Linked DNA regions of Mus musculus: region 1 is linked to region 2. A link is a contact called in public HiChIP or PLAC-seq data. All regions are on one chromosome and are shown on one strand. Each heading gives the region's core, a stretch centred on a gene start, on an enhancer-like site or on the middle of the called end of the contact. The rest is flanking DNA. Distances are from core to core; before and after follow the strand shown.

Region 1 (6,626 bases), core at 433-2,932, 43 kb before region 2:
CAACCGTTCAATGTCTGGGATCCAACTCACGATCTTCTGGGCTCCTCCAAGGGCTTGGGTCACTTCTCCAGCCATGCCCTTTGTAGCACACGCGTCATCCTCTAGGCTCCAGATGCCTCTACTCCACTGCTGCTGCTGCTCTTGGTGGTCATCTCATGGTACTGGCATCTCCAAAACACTGCATGACCCCTTCAGTCCTGGGCCATCAATTGCAACTGAGGCTGCACTTTCACCAATGGCCTTCCATGGCCTCTCACAGTGCCAAGCCTCAGCTGCTCTGCTCAACTCCTTCATGCCTTCAAAACCAGTACCACCTGGGTGACCCTTACATATTACCAAGTCCCGCTGCAGCAGGAGTGCAACCTTGGCTATCTCTGGAACACAGCCTCTTTGTGCTTTCAGAAAACACTTCCCAGAAGATGTCACCTCAATGATGCTGGTCTCTTCTTAATCACCGCTAATTTCTTAGCTCCAGCTAACCAGCATCAATAGTCCCAGTAATGCAAAGTTTTTGCTTTAGTAGTTCTGGTATCTTGTTAATCACAGCTGATTCTTCAGCCCCAGCTAACCAGAACTACAGAATCTTCACAATCAAAACAGCAATGGCCCTGAAAAGAGTCTTTAATTTTCCCTCTGAAATTTCACAAACCAGACCTCCATCTTCTACAGTGTTCTCAACATTATCTTCCAAGCTCCTGCACAACCTCCAACAGAGCTCTTAACAATGGATGGATCTTCAAGCCTAAGTTCCAAAGTCCTTCCACAGTCCTCCCCAAAACATGGTCAGGTTGTCACAGGAATACCCCACTCCCAGTACCAATTTGTCTTAGTCAGGGTTTCTATTCCTGCACAAACATCATGACCAAGAAGCAAGTTGGGGAGGAAAGGGTTTATTCGGCTTACACTTCCATGCTGCTGTTCATCACCAAAGGAAGTCAGGACTGGAACTCAAGCAGGTCAGGGAGCAGGAGCTGATGCAGAGGCCATGGAGGGATGTTCTTTACTGGCTTGCTCAGCCTGCTCTCTTATAGAACCCAAGACAACCAGCCCAGAGATGGTCCCACCCACAAGGGGCCTTGCCGCCTTGATCACTAATTGAGAAAATGCCTTACAGCTGGATCTCATGGAGGCACATCCCCAACTGAAGCTCCTTTCTCTGTGATAACTCCAGCTGTGTCAAGTTGACACAAAACTAGCCAATACATGCGGGTACAGGCATGCACCATCACAGCCAGCTGCTTAGCAACTCCTATTTGCAAAACACTTCTCCTTGGTACCTTCCCTGAGTCAGCCCAGCGGATCTCAGCAACAGTGTCATGGATCAGGGTGTTGCTGTTTTATCAGAAATAGGCTCCGGGAGCCTTGGCCTACCAGCGCTGCCCTCTCTTTCCCCTTCCCCTTCCCCTTCTGGGAAGACTGCAACCTGATCCTGAGGCTCTGTACTGACTAATGTGCTGTAAAGAATGTGCCCCAATAGTCCTTGATTGGTTAATAAAAGGCTAGAGGCTATGACTGGGCAGGAGAAAGAGGAAGGCAGGACTTTGAGTAGGGGGTCTCAGCTAGGGACCACAAGAAGGAAGAGAACGAGGTGAAAGAAGAAGGTCTTCATGAGGCAGGATGGACCTCGAGCCTGTGGCTAAGAAAATCTCATCCTGAGGATACACAAGACTCAGTTGGCATGTAATGGGGCATTTATCTGGTTATTCATTTCCTAGCTGGGCTAGAATAGCTCAGAACCTACTTAGCACAGTGCCAGCAGCTTGTAAATAAGATACCAGATTTTTGTGTCTTTTATTCAGGAACTAAACAGAAAAGAATGGGATAGAAAGCTCCCATAAAAGTACTACAATAGACACACACACAAAACACTTTCTATTATTGAGACACATGTACACACACCCAGACGCAGGAGTATGGTTTAAGTGGTATTTTTGTAAACAAAAGTTTCCAAATTGTATTTTCATTTCAGAAAGCTGTGAACCACATGGACAAAAGAAATGAAACAAGACAGGATAATAAATACAATCACAATATGAGACACCTTCTGAAAATCTGGACACAGTAGTGTGTGTGTGTCTTTCTCTGTGTGTGTTCCCTTACACTCCTTCCTCTTTTCTTTTCTTTTCTTTCCTTTTCTTTCCTTTCCTTTCCTTTTCTTTTCTTTTCTTTTCTTTTCTTTTCTTTTCTTTTCTTTTCTTTTCTTTTCTTTTCTTTTCTTTTCCTGTAGAATTCCTGGATGCTGAGTTTGAAGATGCATTACAGAGAGATGCAGCTTGGTGCCTGAGTGGCACTGTGGAGCAGAGCCCAGTGGCTGCTGATGGCATGGGTTGAGTGGGAGGATAGATTTCCCTATGTTAAACTACTGAGGTTCTGAACTCATGTTGCTGTAGCTAGCCAATCTAGACTAATAGCCAAAGGGGAAAACAAACATGTACAATAATTTTGTGCTTTTAAAAATCACTATTGTTTGTTTATTTGTTTGTATGTGTGCATGCTGTATATATAAATGTAGGCACACATGTGGGAGACCAGAGGTCAATGTCAGGTGTTGTTAGCTCTTTCCACTATGTTATAACTATTCTTATTGTATGAGGAGGGTCTCTCACCAAACCTGGTGCCCACAAACTGGGTCAACTGCCTAGTGAGTTCTCATATCTACCTATTAAAGCAATTTTTATTTATTTATTTTAAAAATTTCCTTTATTTTGTTTTGCTTTTAAAGACACATAATCTGTGTAGCTCCGGCTGCTCTGAAACTCAGTTTGTAGACCAGACTGGCCTTGAACTCAGAGATCTGCCTTCCTTTGTACTACCACTGTCCAGTGAAATTTTTATTTTTAATCCTTTAAATGTGAGATTTCTCTTTGTGCTCTCCATCTCTGTTCCTGTTTCATCTCTGTCTGTCTGTCTCTGTCTCTGTCTCTGTCTCTCTGTCTTTCTCAAAGTTAAAAGAACACCTAAACAAGTTGGTTAAAGGGAGAGAAGCTATTCAGGGATGAAGGCAGAGAAACCATCCAACTTATGGGCTTATACAACAGGTTCCCACTGCTGGGTTAGATGCATCTCTACTATAGAAAAGGGACACACAGTATTGTGTCTACCATGTCCTGCCCAATTGCCACGTCTCTGGAAGGCAACAGTCTCATCTATGTCCCCATTTTCCCTACCATCCACTACTCAGTTGATCTTAGCTGGCAAAACCTGCCATCAATTATATAATTGTACACCCCAGAAAAGTTTAGATTTAAATATAGAGATGATGAGCTAAGTTAAACTCATTTAGTATTAGCCATCCAATGTAAGCCAATCTGCATGGGCTTGTGATTTATGTGCTGTACAGTAGCAAAGACAGAAATTATACTCTTTAAAGAATCAGACATGTTCCTGTTTTTCATTTGAAATGTGCAATTCATTTTTGTACTTGTGAGTTTAGATGGAAATATATGCAGAATTTAAATGTATTAGCTGTGCCGATCTTACGAAGAGAATCGTGTTACTGCTCTGTCCTGCAAGGCTGCCAGGAACCTTCACGAAGGTCTCAGGATACTTAGCCTGCCACCACTGGCTGTCACAAGGCTGTGCTATCCTCTGTAACAATGTGCCCCATGGGCTAAGAAGGTGGAAGCCAATGCACAGAAAAGACCAAATAGGAACCTGTGAGAGCAGTTTGCTGAAGGCTGAGTCAGGAGACTGCAGATGTTTGCAGTAAAGAACCACATTGCAAATACTGTGTCCCTTGAGGAGGCAAATCCAGAAGATTATGTAGGTAATCTAAAAACTATTTTAGCTCTGGGATTGTACAATAATGAGCATCTGAGTTTGGACTGTGAATTATGGTGTGCTGATCCCTGGCACAACATTAAAATGATGTGTTATCGTTGAGTGTTGTGACAAGTACCTTCAACCCCAACAGGTGGATTTCTATGAGTTCAAGGACAGCCTGGTCTAAATAATAAGTTCCAGGACAGCCAGAACTACATAATAAAGACATATTGTCTCAAACAAACAAGCACAGACAAATAAAGACAAAGACTATGTGTTGTGGTTTGGATCGGGTTTGAGTGTACCCCCAAGGTCCAGGTATCAAAGTAGCATCCTTATCCTGAGGAAAGGAGGGAAAAATGATTGATCATGAGATTTAGCAGTGGGTGTTTTAGACCCAATTAGATATAAAAATAAAATAAAGGGACACAGATGAGATTGTTTACCTTGAAGAGATGTGACACTGGGCCAAGGACACAGGATACAGCATTCTGTATCTCCTTTGTCTATCTATAGAGGAGTTGTGTGTGATACACCAACAGGGACCTTATGTTCTAGATAAGGCCATAAGGAAGTCAATCAAATCCTGGTGGTTTTATAAGGAAAGAGAGGAAGAACAAAAGATGTCCACACGCTCTGTCTCTTGTCACGTGATAGCCTGTGCAGCCCTAAGTCTCTGTCAGCACGGTGTCCATGGGAAAGCACAGGCCTCCCTTCAGAGGGAAGATGTGGTACTGTGGTAATGGTCCCTTTGGAGCCAAATATAAGTAACTGTGGCCTGGGAACATGGATTCAGATGATTCTAAGAGCCAAGTTCCAACGTGGTAATAGTTTCTCTGGGTTTTTTATAGTCAGGGAACAAAGAAAATGAAAAATGAGGAGACTTTAAAAGTCTCCTGGTCAGGGCTGGGAGAGAGTTCAGTTGGTAACGTGTTGCCCTTGAGGTCATGAGGACAGAGTTCAGTCTCCAGAACCCACATCTGAAATGTTGGTCACAGCGGCAGCACCTGCTTATAATCCCAGCACCGAGGAGGCAGAGACAGGGGGATCCATGGAGCCTGCTGATCGGCCAGCCTTGCCTGGTTTCATCAGTGAGCCTCAGGCCAATGAGAGACCTTGTCTCACAGAAGTGGTCAGCAGTCCCAAGAATGACATCTGAAGATGTCTCCAGCATCCACGCACATGCTCACCACAGGTACAGGTTCATGTGCACACATACGATGTGCACAGGCACACATATGCATAAAAAATTAAAATGCATTGGTGGAAATATCAGGTAGGCAGTTTTTACAACAAACCCTGGAGGCCTCTGGCACTGATGACGGCCTTTGGGTTGGTAGAGGCTGGGGGTTTATTTGCACATTCCAAAAGGATTAACTTCTTAGTCATGAGGAGGAATGTTAGGTCAAACACAGAGGTGAACACTGAATGGCTATTTAGGAGGCAAAGGTAGCTCGGGATAATTTAACTTTGGATCTGCAACGTTCCGGTCCTCTGCAAACAGAGGACTAGTCAGTAGACCAGTCTTGTAGAATCTTTAACACAGATTTGTGTTCTGGGACCTTCACCAAGGTCACCACAAGACATGGCCCTTCAAGTATACATGTCCAGAACCATACACTGAAAGAACCTTCCCTTTCTTTACAACTCTCTCAGCCTGTAGTATTGTGTTACTGGCAACAAATACATGCAGTTAGCGCAGATAGTAACTAACTCTGGGTAGACTAAATTTCCAGCTACAGCTCACCAGACTCCACATGAGATCCCATGTGCTATTGCCCCATGCATTTCCCCTGTTAGAATATGCTGGAAGGAGTAGGTGTACTTTGAACAGGGCTCACATGCGGTGATGCTAATGGGGAGAGGATAGACCATGGATAAGCCTGCATCTGGGGCTTCCCATCCCTCCCTGCTCCCAAACTGTGGGCCCTTCCAATACGATTATATTTACTAGGTTCAGACTATGCCAGATGCTCTGCTGGGTCCTTACTGTGCCGTAGAAAGACGAATGGAGACTATTCCTTCCACTGTGACACAGTGACTCCTGATAGTCAGCTTGGATGCAAAGCCTGCTGCTTCACCCCATCTGAGGGATTAGGAGAGACTGCCTAGGGAAGGGGAAACCCAAACCGAGACCCAAGATTGGGAAGGAATTCACAAGAAGAGAAAGAACTCAGCAGGTGCTGAGACAGTTTGCAGAGCTGACAAAAACGTCCATGTATTAAACCCTTCGTCCTCAGGTTTGTGCCACTATGAAGTGGTGGAAGTTTTAAGAGGCGAGTCTAACATGGGGTCTTCAGGTCTTTTTCTCTTCTTCTCTTTCCCTTCCCTGTCCTGAATCGGGCAGCTTCATTCCATAACCATGCTCCTGTTGCGATGTACCAGCCTACCACTGGAAACCTGAAGGCAATGTGTTGGCTTCATCTTGGATGGGAAGTACCAAACGGTGATCTCAAACCAATCTCTTTTTTTTACAGGCTGATACCCCAGGTATTTGTAATAGTGATGGAACACTAAGGCACACATTACCTCACTTGACATCCTGTAGGATAAATATTGGTTCCGTTGTGCAACTGAAGGCTTTCATTAACACAGATATTAGCCAAGGGCAGAGAGCTAAAGCTGAGGACAGGACTGGGCAGAAACAAAGTCTTTGTTTTGTCACCTGGATATGTTTACTATAGTTAACACACACACACACACACACACACACACACACACACACACAGGAATTGGCAGGAGAAAGGACTCATCGGGTACAAGCTGCGGAGCTCAGTGGGAGACTGGCATATCTGGGGAGCTACATATCAGGGTATTCTATACAACCACTCCATCCACGGCTCACACTATCAGTGAGTGGTGTG
Region 2 (6,138 bases), core at 1,260-3,759:
GACCAAAAGCAAGTTAGGAGAAGAAAGATGTGTTTTAGCTCACCCTTCCAGGTTACAGTTCATCACTGAAGAAAGTCAGGGCTGGAATTTAAGCAAGAACGAAAAGGCAGGAGCCCTGGAGAAACCCTGTTTGCTGGCTTGCTCATAGACCCAAGCCTAGCTAGCATTCTTATATATCCCAGATCCACATGCCACCTCATGGTGCTGAGCGCAGTAGGCTGGGCTCTCCTCTGTTCAGGGCTGGGGAAGAGTGCTCTGAGCTCGGCTGAGTAACTCAGAGAGTAGCTTGGCGTGCTCTTTAGAAGCTGATTATTCCTGGTATTAGTTATAGCAGTGGAAGGGTAACACCGTATTACCACAAAGGTGACTTGAAGAAAGAGAAGAGGATAGAGGGGAGATGGGATGGGGTGGAGTCTGCCAATTCGGCCAATAGGTTACTAATGCTGTTTCATTTTTCTTAACTATATTACAATCATTTTTTGTTGTTGTTGTTTTTTTAGAGACAGGGTTTCTCTGTATAGCCCTGGCTGTCCTGGAACTCACTTTGTAGACCAGGCTGGCCTCGAACTCAGAAATCCGCCTACCTCTGCCTCCCAGGTGTTGGGATCAAAGGCATGTGCCACCACGCCCAGCCCCTTCTTTGGCTTTTTAAGACAGAATTTCTTTGTGTAACCCTGACTGTCTTGGAACTTACTTTGTAGACTAGGCTGGCCTTGAACTCAAGAGATCCACCTACTTTTGCCTCCTGAGTGCTGGAATTAAAGGCATGTCCCTAGCTAGAACCATATTTTCTATACCATAAGATTATTAATTCTTATTTTGAGATACATTTTTTTTTTTTTGGACAGCAGTCTCTTTTTTGTGGTCTGCACTGGCCTCTAATTCTCCTACCTCAGCCTCCAAGTTGTAGAAATCCCTTTGTCTCAGCCTCCCTGCTGATGTTATTGCAAACATGAGCTGCCATACTCAGCTCTCTTGAGATAAAGTTAGACTTCAGCAAGGCTCCAGAGATTGTATTGTTCAGGTGTGTCTTTCATCCAGCTTTCCTACTATTGTCTTATCTAGCCATGTACAATCAAAGCTGGCACAACACCACCAATGCCTAAATTACAAACTTTATTAAGATTCTATATTTTATTCTATAGTCTCATCACAATTATCCTTTCTTCTGTTCCAGGAATCAGTCCAAGATACCACATTGCAATGAGAAGTCATTATTCAGTAGTCTCCACTATGTAAGAGCTCCTTGGTCACTCCTTGCTCTTTAGTAGTTTGATACTCTTTTAAACATTGGCTTTTGGGGGCTGGAGAGATGGCTCAGAGGTTAAGAGCACTGACTGCTCTTGCAGAGGTCCTGAGTTCATTCCCAGCAACCACACAGTGGGTCATAACCATCTGTAATGGGATCTGATGCCTTCTTCTAGTGTACCTCAAGACAGCTACAGTATACTCACATACATAAAATAAATAAATCTTAAAAAAAAACATTGGCTTTTTATTTTAAAAATTTATTTATGTGTGTGTTTGCATGTGCCACATGTATGTTAGTACCCAGAGAGGCCAGAAGAGGAGGTTGGATCTCCTGGAACTGAAGTTTCAGGTGGTAATGTGCTGCATATTGTGGGGGCTGGGAACTGAACTGGAGTCTTCTGAAAGATCAGCAAGTTCCCTTAGCCCCGAGCCATCTCTCTACCCTGACCTTTTTGAAGAATGTTGTTCAGTGTTTTGTGATTTTCTTCATTTTTCTACATTTTTCCTTTTTAATTCTTGGTAAGGAAGAAGGTTGTCTCTTTTTCACCTTTTTGCCCAATTTTTTTTTATATTCGTATATACTCAATTTATATACTTACAAAGTATATTTATTCAATTATTTAGGTTTGATCTAATATAATTTGTTTAGGTGTTCAAATGTGTATCATGATTTAAATGGCAGAATAATTTTTGCAGTTTCATGTTTGGATAGACAGTTATTGATCCAGTTCTTCAATGTTGGACATTTAGGTCCCCCCCCCCCCCAGTTTTTTGATATTATTAATGAGGCCTGATATGTTTGTCTTTGAATTTGTGTTTCCACAAACTAGTTTTCTAACAGGGAAGTTGTAAGTTTGAAAACTTGGTGCTCTTGGTTGCTATGTCAACATGGAAAGCATCCATAACCCATCTGACAGGAGAGAAGATCTTTGGAGTTCATTAATTCTCCTAATCCGTTGGATGACTTACAACTTGTTAAAAAGAAAACCAAAAACAAATCTGAAGAACACATTATCATAAAGTTATTGATGTTGAAGAAGCTTCCGGTAGGGGCAAGCTTATTTCCGCCCATTCTTGTCTCCTACCCTCTGGCTTGAGGTACACCTCAACCGGAACTGTTTGGCCTCCGTCGAAAGCCACGTCTGTTTTGGCCTCGGTCCCGCCCCCACGCCGGGGAAGCGTTTCCGGGGTCAGGGCGCTCGGGCCCGCCCCGCCGCGGCTGCGGCGCTGGAAGTCCCGGTCCTCCCGGAAGTTCCCGGCTCTGCCTGTCGGGCTCCGGTTCTGCGCCGCGGAGGGGCCCAGGGCTGCGGAGATGGCGGAGGCGGCGCTGCTGCTGCCGCCCGAGGCGGCGGCCGAGCGGGACGCCCGCGAGAAGCTGTCTCTCTGGGATGGGAGACCCGACTCGATGGCGCCGCTGACAGACAGGCAGACGGACTCGGTGCTGGAGCTCAAGGCGGCCGTGGAGAACCTGCCGGTGCCCGCCGAGGTGAGGCGAGGGCGTGGGCTGCGCCCGGCCTCCTGCCCCGTGCGGGGATCTGGCCGGTCCTCTGAGCCACCGTGGCGGGTTCGGCGGGAGGGGCCCGTGTGTGCCCTGCTGTCAGCAGCCTCACTCTGCCCGCGACCCAGGGTGGCCCTGCCAGGGTGCGTGGCCGTCCACGCGAGGGCGTAGCCCTCCCCCAGCGGCGTGGGACGGTTGGCCCGAGCCTTGCTCCGGGCTTCTTGCTCCTGGTGTCCCCGTGTCAGAGTAGCCCTGCCTCCCAGGAGCCTGTCCAGCTAGTCTGTGTTAACTGCATCCTGGAGGCATCAGGCTTGCTTCTTTCCCGGGGGAACAGGGACACTTAGAGGGGATCAGAACTGGCCCCGAGAAACAATTTCATTTATCACACCCCAAGCTGTGAACTCCTGGTTTTGGGTTATGGAAGATAAGATTTATTAAACCTACAGCAAAGCAATAAATTAAAAAGTTATTTTTACAAGTTGACTCGGTTATTAAGTAGCGCTTTGGGTTTTAGCGTCAACGTTTTCCCAGTTACCAGTGGGACAGTATGCATGTTACTGTTGGTGTGATTCAGTGCAGTTATACTGGTCAGAGTACTTTTATTTTTTGGATTGTTTATGTGTTTCACACGCTCTTCTAGTTTCGAGGCCGAATTTTGGGTTATTTTATTATCAGTGGTGGTTAGTTTTGATGTTGGAAACCATTTCTGTACGATTCGTAATCCTGTCCAAATGCAGATTGAATTTGGCTTCTTCACCTCTGCCCTCACACTTTAGAGGTGTGACTAGACGCGTTCTCTGCACCTTTGTGTGCTGTGCCGTAAAAATACGTGTTCTTAGGTGTGTTTCTCTGCCCACCTCCAGGATGCCATACAGGAAATAGACCTAAGTAAACGAGGGAGCAAGTGGAAAGTTCTTTGATCTGGCTATGTTTTATGTTCTGGATTATAAGTGGGTGTGGTGTGGTGTGGGGTGTGTGTGTGTGTGTGTGTGTGTGTGTGTGTTTTGCTGGGGACTAGACTGAGGATTTTGCCATTGCTGGGTAAGTGCCATACTAGAGATTTACAGAAACAGGCTTATGTGTGTTCCCAGTCTGTTTATAATTTTTGTGCCCCATTATCGAAGCTGGTGTCACGTTTATTGAGTATGGAGAGGGTTGAAAGTAAAAGGCATCTTACTGGTTTACACGGTCCTTCCGTATTGATGCAGTTGTACTTACCATCAGTTCACGCTGTCATTTAATGTGCATTGCCATATGTCTACACTGGGGTAGGAATTAGGGATAGAGACGTAAATAGGAAGTAAAGTAGGGTGGGTGGCAGGGCCAGAATAGTTGAGGCTGAAGAAAAGTAAGGGCAGGCCTAAAAGTGAAGAGAAGGCCTAAGCCTTGTAAAGAAGGTGACAGACAGCCTAGCAAGAGAGCTGACATGGAGACGTGAAGCCGGCCTGGGAAAGGCTGGGCCCATCATGTTGTAGCTGGAAGAAAAAGCAGAGCAAGGTCCTGGGGAGAGGATGTCCTTAAGGCCAGGAATGTGGGGAGGTCTCAGAACTAGCAGGAAGGAGCCTGTATACACCAGCTTTCGGGATCTCAGAGGCACATGTCCTCATCGCTCTCCTTTCCTGGTACTGAAGTGATCTCTGTCTGATGGGATGACCTCGGACTCCATTCATCCCCGTTCCATGCTTTTAACATTATGGTTGAGAAAAGTGTGCATCAGGTTTAATTTATCTAACTAGCATGCTTCCATAGACTTCTCTGTAGTGCTTCATGTTTTCATAAGATACATTATTTCATAATCTGTTGGAACTGGGATGCTTTAGTGATCTAGATGTGTTCAGCCTCAGCAAAAGGTCAGCGAACATCATAAAGATGTCTTTAGAAGGCAGCTTTCTCACTTCTAAGAAAAAAAGCACTCTTGGGGTGGGGAGATGGCTCTGTGGTTAAAAGCACCCACTGCTCTTGCAGAGGATCCACGTTCAGTTCCTAGCACTTTCCTGGTAGCTTACAATAGACCTGTAACTCCAGTTCTCTCCTTGACCTCTGGGCACTAGACATGAATGTGGTGCAAATACATACATGCAGGCAAAACATTCATATATAAAATGGGTAAGTCTAATAAAAAACTCCTTATCTTGAAAAGTTGCTTTTTTTTTTTAAAAAAGGAGTTATGTATATTGTATTAAATAAAATAATTTACAGTAGACTGGTTTCTTGTAGTCGAGGCAAATTTTTTATAGCAGCAAGGATTTTTTTTTTCTGCTAAGTAGTTCTTGTTGAAGTGCTAAAATTTACTTTGAAATCTATCTGTAATTTATGCCATAACTTTTTTCCTGTAGGTCTGTGACCTACAAGATGATAATTAACTTCTGTATGCTTCCATTTTCTTGGTTATGAAATGAAGGCTTATCTCCTGGGGAGTTGTGAAGAGTAAAGGCCCTCTTGTGCATAAATGGCCCATGGCACGCTTCTTGCCAAGATTGCATTATTCATGAGATCTCTTTCAAACAATGAATGTTTTAAAAGAACAGATTAGAATCTTGAGCTAGTATAGGTGTCACTAAGACTGAAGATAAGAAGAAAAGTCTTGGTGCCTTGGAAGGTTCTGAGTGAGACTCCAGCCTCAAGGATATGTTCTATCTAATCAGAGAAAGTGCTGTCAGTTCAATTGAGGCAAGTATTGATCAGATTGATTCTAAACATCACTTTCTCCAGTTCAGGATTTTCCAAAAAAGAAGGCTTCTGAGAAGAAGGGACATTTGTCTTTTCCTGGACAGGTTAAGGCTGGGGAGGTAGTGCTATGTGGTTTATTGTAATTGCTACTTAGTATGCAATTATTGTTTACTGTAATTGCTACTTAGTATGCATGTCCGCTGGTGTAAGCTGTAACATGTCAACCAAATGTGTGCTCATGTCTGTGTGGTGCTGTGTCTGCTCTGTCCTGAAGCTCATGTCTGTGCGATGGTGTGTCTGCTCTGTCCTGAAGCCAGGCGCTGCACTGAGGGAGGCTCTGATTGGGCTATCTGTTCAAAATGAGAAGTCACAAGTGCCACACCCGCTTGACTGGCCACTCCAGTTCAGCTATTTTGTGAAAAGAACTTAGTGGGACATAGCTACCCAAAGGAGTAATTTTCTCTTATGCTGTTAAAAGCCAGTTGTTTTGTTCTTTAAGGTACTATGTCTTTAAGGTGGTTGTATTATAATTTCTCTCCTACTTAGTTTGAGAGAAAATGATTTCTTTAGTAAAAGAGACCAGGGACCCCCTGCTTCTGATATTTAAAGTTTGGTTTGTTTTTTTTTTAAAAGATTTTATTTTTATTTATTTTTAATTCTTTTCCATTTTGTTTTTCAAGATAAGGTTTCTCTGTCTATTTCTGGCTGACCTGGAACAT

What was found. HiChIP or PLAC-seq counts read pairs in DNA pulled down with a chosen protein or histone mark.
Region 1: a contact with region 2 is called in an HNF4G HiChIP or PLAC-seq map of pancreatic cancer cells. The contact joins the enhancer-like site here to the promoter of Cog3 in region 2. A contact is called at or near these places in 2 of 15 datasets of contacts at CTCF or cohesin (CD8 T cells and the NIH/3T3 cell line), 1 of 484 Hi-C or Micro-C datasets (the HL-1 cell line), 9 of 115 datasets of contacts at active chromatin or transcription factors (the SCID.adh cell line, double positive thymocytes, effector CD8 T cells and 5 more) and 3 of 9 other capture datasets (adipose tissue, liver and pancreatic islet).

The regions. Positions count from the first base shown.
Region 1 is chr14:75,793,032-75,799,657 of GRCm38.p6, reverse strand. No RefSeq gene overlaps it. Among named protein-coding and RNA genes, the nearest start is that of Gm36271, 8.0 kb to the left of the region's middle. Within about 2 kb of position 1,682, at least 23 of the 459 cell types and tissues checked have an H3K27ac peak or open chromatin away from gene starts, as enhancers often do. A contact at or near this core is called in the NIH/3T3 cell line, liver and pancreatic cancer cells, where this site is marked.
Region 2 is chr14:75,750,864-75,757,001 of GRCm38.p6, reverse strand. It overlaps Cog3 (component of oligomeric golgi complex 3), which reads left to right and starts at 2,509. Exons shown (of 23, transcript NM_177381.3): 1 at 2,509-2,737. The coding sequence starts at 2,564.